Linked DNA regions of Mus musculus: region 2 is linked to region 1. The links are chromatin contacts, called in public Hi-C maps. All regions are on one chromosome and are shown on one strand. The core of a region is the stretch at or near the end of the contact, and the rest is flanking DNA. Distances in the headings are between cores, read along the strand shown.

Region 1 (3,564 bases), core at 1,052-3,551:
GACAAAATGGACTCCCTCAAGTTGTCATCTGACCTCCATATATGTGCGCTCTCTCTCTCTCTCTCTCTCTCTCTCTCTCTCTCTCTCAGTGTTATATAATAAATAAGGGGCTGGAGAGATAGCTCTGTGCTTAGTAGAAGCACTGCTCTTGCCAAGAACTCTAGTTAAGTCCCCAGCATCCACACCAGGTGGCTCACAATCATTTGTAATTCCTAGTTCTAGGGGATCCACCACTTGGCCTCCCAGGCCACCTGCACTCATGTACACATAATTTTTAAAAAATAAATCTTTTAAAAATGAATAGATAACATTCTCAGTGTTTTAAAGTCAGAGATGCTCAAAGCAAATGCAGTCACCCAGGTCTTCTCCCTTGAGGACTGAACTCCATCGATCTGGGAAGGACTGTGCAATCTGTGTTTTTGTGATTGTAGCTGTTTCTTCTGCACGGGCTCCATCACAGGGAGCTACTGGGAGTGAACACGGATGAATGTATGTGAACGGATCCCTTCCTGGGTTGCAGCTAACCTCGATCAGCATTGTAGTGATTGACGGACTCTCAGAGACAATCACTCTCTTTCTATTTGACTGTCCATTTCCTTGTCCTGTGACTGCCTATCTGGAAAGAGTTTGGAAAAGAGTGGGGGCGGGGCAGGTGTTTTTAGCGGGGGAACTGCCTGATCAGGCTGAAGGTCCACCTGGACAGGGTGCCAGCCACCTGGCCGAGATGATGGCCGGTGTGGAGGCTGGTACTGAAATGTGGACCAAGAGGACTTTGTAAGGTCAGTGGCTACATAATCATGAGAAGCAGCAACTAGCAGGGACCGTTATCAGCAGAGTGGAAAGCAGAGAACACAGTCTTCCCATTTCTAAAACAAGGAAATGAATGCAGTGACGTTCAGTGGCCAAAACCATCATGGGATTTGGGAATGCGTCAGACAGACGTGGTAGAAGTCAGATAACTGTCTCACGCTCCCTTGGACCTCAGCTTTTTTCTTTTAGTTTCTTCTTTTCTTTCTTTGTTTCCTGTTTCTTTCTTTGTTTCCTTGTTTCTTTCTTTGTCTCTTTCTTCCTTCCTTCCTTCCTTCCTTCCTTCCTTCCTTCCTTTCTTTCTTTCTTTCTTTCTTTCTTTCTTTCTTCGGTGATTTCTAACCTTCCTCCATTCCAGCCATGTTATGAACACACACACACACGCACACACACACACACACACACACACACACACACACACACTTCCATGAGCAGGAAGGAGACTTTCCTCCCCTCTGCACTCCTCACACAGGCTGTGGGCTGTGGTGGAGTGAGATTCATTTTAGAAATATTCAGGATCGTTATTTTTGCAATATTCCCCTTCCCAAGCTTGCTTCTGCCCCAGCTCCTTAAGAGCACATAAGGCCAGGCTTCAGCGGCTCCTGTGGCAGGAGCAAAAGGCTTTGGTGAATTTCTAGCACCCAGGTCTCCACCAACTTCTAGTAAGAAGAAATACATCTCCAAGACAATGAAGACACCGTGGTCTTGGCTGAGGACTGTCAGCCCTAGAAGTGCTTTACACTCCCCCAACCCCCTCTCATGGGTTCTGGGGTTCGAATGCATGACAAGTACTTTATCAACTGATCCATATCCCCTGCCTCCTGAACTAGTTCCCTTTATCAGGGTTCTCCCCCAGTTTTCTGAGCTAGGGCTGGGGTAGAAAATGTAAGCCCAGAATGCCTGCTTGTTTGCGTTTGCACCCTGGTTAGACCCTCTCTGATCATTCTGAGTTCCACTCTGCTTTCAAAGGCATATGTGCAACCGTCCTCCATTCCTTTCTCTGTAGGTCACTGGATTCTTCAATGGGATTGGCAGAGGGACCAAAGCCCCAGGTCCTGCCTCGGCATGCTCGAAGTGGTAGGGCCCCATGTCTGCCACCCCCTGAACTCTGGGGATACAAAGTGGCCCTGGATAAGATGGTCTGCTGGTCTCCGTCTCTTCTCCCTGCCTGCGGAACCTGGGGACTTCTAGATGGGAGGCAGCTCTGATCCACAAGAAGGCAAGCCACCAAGTAGCTAAGCTGTCCACACTTCGTTCTCAGATTTCCTGCTCAGCCCCCTCGGGCCACTGCCTGGGTCTGCAGGCCCAGCGGATTGGAAGCCCCCCTCCCTCCCTCCGGCTCTGAAGGAGGCTGGGCCAGCCAGGGGGTTATTTTGGGAGCAGCTTCTGAGATCCAATGGCCTTGTTAGGGCAACACTGACCTTTCTATCCTGGGAGGAAGGCAGGGCTGGAGAAGGGGCGGGGCAGCTGGGAGATCTGAGCCGCATGCCCACTGGGGTGGATGAGAAGGGGGCCAGCGGCTGCTTCAGGGTGGGTGGCGACAATTTAGCCTCGGCTGGGCTGCTAAACCGGGAACTGTCCCTCTTTGAAAAGACAGGACCCCTCAACTCCTTTCGTTGCTTTTCTTAAGGAGAGCACACCAGACTCCATGGAAGCTGGACCTGGGACGCTTTGTGGGAACTTGGAGTCTCTTCGGTCGGCTTCCTTTTCAAGTTGCTGCCTTGTTGGGGTGACTGAGGAGGCCTCCCAGCCATGGCACTGACCAGCGCCCCCACTGCTGACTTGGCCTTTGGGCTTTTGCTGCCTCTGTTGGCATCTTGCTTTTTTCCACCTCTAGCCCGGTGGTGAGTCTAGGGGCTCAACCTGAAGGTGCCTGGAGAACATCAGGTACCCCTACGCCCAAGCTGGAGGACGGAGGAGTTGTCAGGAGCGAGGATGAGATGAGCGGGGGCCGCTTTGACTTTGATGATGGCGGGGCGTATTGTGGGGGCTGGGAAGGGGGAAAGGCACACGGGCACGGACTGTGCACCGGCCCCAAGGGCCAGGGTGAATACTCGGGCTCCTGGAATTTTGGCTTTGAAGTGGCAGGCGTCTATACCTGGCCCAGTGGGAATACCTTTGAGGGATATTGGAGCCAGGGCAAACGACATGGGCTTGGCATAGAGACCAAGGGGCGCTGGCTCTACAAGGGGGAGTGGACGCATGGCTTTAAGGGGCGCTACGGAATCCGGCAGAGCACAAACAGTGGTGCCAAGTACGAGGGCACTTGGAATAACGGCCTACAGGACGGCTATGGCACGGAGACCTACGCAGACGGAGGTGAGTCTTGCTCATCCCGCAGAGCTTGAGGGGGGTCCTGAAGGGACGGTGGGGAACAGCAGTGTAGTTGGCAAAGAAATAGATGGTCTAAGGTGATAGTTCCTGTGTGGCTTTGGGTAAGCTACTCTGCCTCTCTGTATCCATTTTCTTATCAGAAAAGGTAGGGCACTAAGGCAGTTCTTGAGGACCAGCAGGACTGAAGAGTACAAGGCTGTCCTACAGATGGACACTTGATAGGATGTAATCACTTCTCTTTACTCTCGAGGTATGTAAGCAGCTAGATTTTAGCTTGTGTTTTAGCAGAACTGGGGGCTGGCCTCAACTTTGCTATGAAAAAATTTTCACGGGGTAGATCATAAGAGTGTTTATTCATTCGTTTCTCCATCCATCTATCCATCCAACCACCCAACTTTCATCCACCCATCCCTCCACCCACAC
Region 2 (3,894 bases), core at 124-2,623, 420 kb after region 1:
TAACCATCTGCTCACTCCGTACTGCCCACTTCAACGCCGAGTGATCTTGAACTGAACGTGTTCAGGAAGGTGGTGCCTGGGCTCTCAATCTCTGCCTAGAGGCAAAAGGGAGAAGACAGCCAGAGGCTCCTAGTAAGATGCTCCCATATTTCTGAGTCTTAAGCATCTATGGGGGAAGAGAGCCATGGGGCCTGGCTGGACCATGAACGGGGAGCAAGGGTATACAGCCAACAGCGGACAGGGAGGGAGGCGCCTATCATGTGTAAAATGTGCACACCAAGGTCATGGCCAGTTCTTCGTAGGAGGAGATGGGCCAAGGAGGAGAAAGGACATAGAGATGCCAAAAAGCGACATAGGTCTGAATAGAGGATGCCTACCCTACCTAGCTCCTCCTAATTCCTAAGACAATAACCAAGGTGGCTAAAGCTGTAGGCTACCCCAGCCAGGATACCTGCGGCCCTTATATCAGTCAGGTCTCGGTTTAGTCACACCTTCCCCGGGGCAACTGAACTCTAGGACCGAGGGCTGAGACCTGCTTCCCCAGGCTCCTCTGCTCCCGCACATCTAGTCAGACAGTGAGGGCAGGGGTGCAGAACTCAAGTTGGGAGAGAAGCACCATTTGCAGAGGGAGCCCCGCGAGGATGGGAGGAGCCCCCACTTCCCCGCCCCCAACCAGTCACTTAAAGGCATCGTCAGTGTTTTTGAACATGAGAATGGCGTTATAGATCTTCAAGGCTGGGCCTAGCTTGACACTCATGATCTTCACAATGTCCGCCTGTGTCAGCAAAAGGAAGGCCTCGCCGTCAATCATCTGAGGGGGTGGGAGAGTGAGAAGGAGATGGGGGGGGAAGGTATGGGGGGGGGAGGTCAGGTGTGGTGGTGGGGGTGAGGTGAAAGGAAGGTAGGGGCAGATATGGTGGGAAGTAGGGGGAGGGGAGAAAGGGCATGTGGTGGGTAGGGAAGGGAGGGAGGGCAAAAAGAAAAGACAAGGGAGGGAAAAAGGAGAGAAGGAAGACAACAATGGGGGCGGAGAAGGAACGCAAGAAGCCTGGTCCCCCGCACCACACACATTCAGCTTTTCTTTGTCTTTCTGCTGACTGCTCTGTGTCAGACATGTACACTGGAAAAGCGTCTTTGGAGCCCTTACAGACAGTAGCTTCGAGAAAACAGTTGCTGCTGACACAGTTGTGGGGCTTGCTACCAAACGACAACTCGGAGCTTCTTGTTTGAAAGTTTGCAAGAATTTCAAAATAGTGGCAGCAGAGCACCAAGCCAGCTGCCAGGTCCTTCTAAGCACAGGGCCCCAGGATATTGTTGCACAGACTGCACGCTCGCCCGTCTCAGGAGCAATCCTGGCTCCTGGTCTGAGCGGCTTCACTCATTAGTCATCAGCTTTAAAAACACTGCCTGGACTCACTTTGTAACCGGGGCAACAGCTTCCATATCTACGCGTGGGATCTAGCATTTGTGAACCGCCCGAAGCCAAAAGAGAGCAAAGACAAACAAAAACAAAGACAACAGAAACCCCACAGCTGCCTGTGGGGACCCACCTGTCAAGCTCAGGGCGACTAACAGCAAGCTGGGGATTTTGAGGGCTATCGCATGGGGTTCACTGTAACCTCTGACCTATTCCTGCCCCCCAAATCAGAGAGATGGAGAACACTCCAATGTAAACAAGCTTTTGGATCTGATTTTTAGTTGTAAGCCTTCTTCTATTAAAGTTATTTACTTTGTGTATGTACGGATGTGAGTGTTGGTGTTGAATGTGTGCACATTACTACACGTGTGTGGAGGCCAGAGGGCAATTTCCAGGAGTCAGCGCTCTCCTTCCATCATGGGAGTTTTAGGGATCAAACTCAGGTCTTCAAGCTTGGTGTCAGGCACCTTTACCAGCTTATTAGCCAACTTGCTGGTCCTGACTCCGAGACTTTTTAAAAAAATATATATCACAAGGAAAAAAAAAGAGAGTGAGAGACAAGATAAGAGAATACTCTCATAGCATTGAAAATGTAAACGAGGAAAATACCTAATAAAAAAAAGAGAATACTCTCCTAGAACAGGAGATATTGAAGGGCTACAAAACACCTGAAATAATTTATATGGGCCTTATTTGGCTCAAGAACGATTTTTTAAAAAACGTTCTGAGGTGACAAGAAATGTGGGGAAGGGCAGGGCTTGGTCGGTAGGTCAGAGAAGCTAGTACTGATTGCTTGCTTTCGCAATAACAGCGTTGTTTTAAAAAGTCACGAGTCACAGTGGTCAGAGGTGAAAGACCGTGAGGTCTGCAATTTACTTCCAGCTGCCTCATCCCCAGACAGATGGAGCCAGTGTGTGAAAGGCTGAGAAGTGTGTATTCCAGTCCCCAAAGCCAGCTATGGGGAGGGAGAAGGGGGGAGAAGGCAGGGCAAGGGGTTTGTGAGGCATGGGACTGAGAGGGAAACCTTTAAATGTCCATGGACAGGAGAGCTGCCCCCTGAGCATCAAGTGGAGAAAAACTCTGAGTGTATGCAGCACGTCACAGCACTACAGGGAACGAAGAGAGACCCACAGAGCACCGCTGTCTGATCCCGCGCACACAGTTCAAGAACAGGCAAAGCCAATCTATAAATCCACAGTGCTAAAAAAAATATGACGATCTACAGTGGTTATGTTTTGGGGTGAGGCCCGACCAGAAGAGGCTGAGGCAGAACTTTCTGGTATGATGGGGATATTCTGTCTTGATGGAAGTGGACTCAAGTCCACGTGTTTCATAAAATGGTGGCATTGGCTATTCACCTCGGTCATCTGGAGTGGGTGGGTGGTGGACATCGCTACTGAGCAGTGATAAAGGACTGTTTTAGCATGCAAGAAGCTGGGGGCTTAACTCCAAGTACCAAAATCAAACCAAACCAAACCAAACCAAACCAAACCAAACCAAACCCCTAAGCAAATGAGAGAAAAAAAAAAGCCATTCCAGGGAGAAAGAGCTTAATGCGTTTACTCTGTGTTGGTCAGAATGTTCTAGAAGTAGGAGTCTGTCTGGACTGACACGCAGAGAGCATAGATAAGATGGGCAATACAGGGGCAAGACCAGAGACCACACTGTGCTGCTGCAAGGGAATGCCTCTGTTGTTTTGTAAGGAAGCCTTAAACACACTCAAGGGCTCCTTCCAGTTTCAAACTCTACAAATTAAAAGAGTCGCAAATAAAGTTCTTTATTTAAGGACAACTGTGCACAAAAAGTCAGACTACCACTTATAGAGGTCTCCCCCATACTGGGCTTTTGGTATAGTGGTGGGATTTCTATTTGACTCTGCAATCCTGCCAGATGGATGTACACACATACTCGGGATAGGATCCTGCTAGATCTACTGCAGTGAAAACTTACTCCTTCTTTCCAAAGTTCACAATGACTCACAAGGCAGCCCACAGTGCACTCTCTCTACCTCCGTCATAAAACCAGGAAGAAGTGTGTTCGGAGACAAGATGCTCAAACTGGGAGAGCTAGGATTCCAGCCTAGACTGCCTTCAAACCTGGCACTCTCTTCCCTGTAACTCACGGCATCGCATCTTTCCTAAGCAATACCTAAGGGTGTTGTACCGTGTTAGACTATCTCCAGCAAACACCTACACCTATGCCACCTGTTATCTGCTTTGGGCTCAGTGGTATGTAGGGATGTGGCTCAGGAACAGAGTAGCTGCTCAGCCTGCTCGAAGCTGTGTTCTCTCCCCAGCACTCCAATCTGTAAAATGTTTCAATTCAAACAGTCCCGGGCAGAGAGCAGAAGAGAAAACAGATTCTTTCCCAAGGGGAATCTGAGCACAGTATCCCCACGCTGGGCCACAGTCCCTACAAGATTTCTCCCACAGATATGAGTGACTATGGTTGGTCAGAGGCCCCTCAGGCTCAGGGAA

What was found. A called contact is a pair of places that touch in the nucleus more often than the background predicts.
Region 2: a Hi-C map of liver shows a contact between it and region 1, with 3 times the contacts expected there. The contact joins the enhancer-like site here to the promoter of Jph2 in region 1. A contact is called at or near these places in 12 of 39 promoter capture datasets (the 3T3-L1 cell line, the C10 cell line, the HPC-7 cell line and 8 more), 10 of 484 Hi-C or Micro-C datasets (the G1E-ER4 cell line, the N1E-115 cell line, cortical neurons and 3 more) and 1 of 115 datasets of contacts at active chromatin or transcription factors (embryonic midbrain).

What each region holds. Positions count from the first base shown.
Region 1 is chr2:163,396,710-163,400,273 of GRCm38.p6, reverse strand. It overlaps Jph2 (junctophilin 2), which reads left to right and starts at 2,301. Exons shown (of 6, transcript NM_021566.2): 1 at 2,301-3,126. The coding sequence starts at 2,748.
Region 2 is chr2:162,971,305-162,975,198 of GRCm38.p6, reverse strand. It overlaps L3mbtl1 (L3MBTL1 histone methyl-lysine binding protein), which reads right to left. Exons shown (of 23, transcript NM_001081338.2): 23 at 1-811. The coding sequence ends at 677. Among named protein-coding and RNA genes, the nearest start is that of Sgk2, 14 kb to the left of the region's middle. Within about 2 kb of position 1,373, at least 84 of the 459 cell types and tissues checked have an H3K27ac peak or open chromatin away from gene starts, as enhancers often do. A contact at or near this core is called in the N1E-115 cell line, hippocampal neurons and liver, where this site is marked.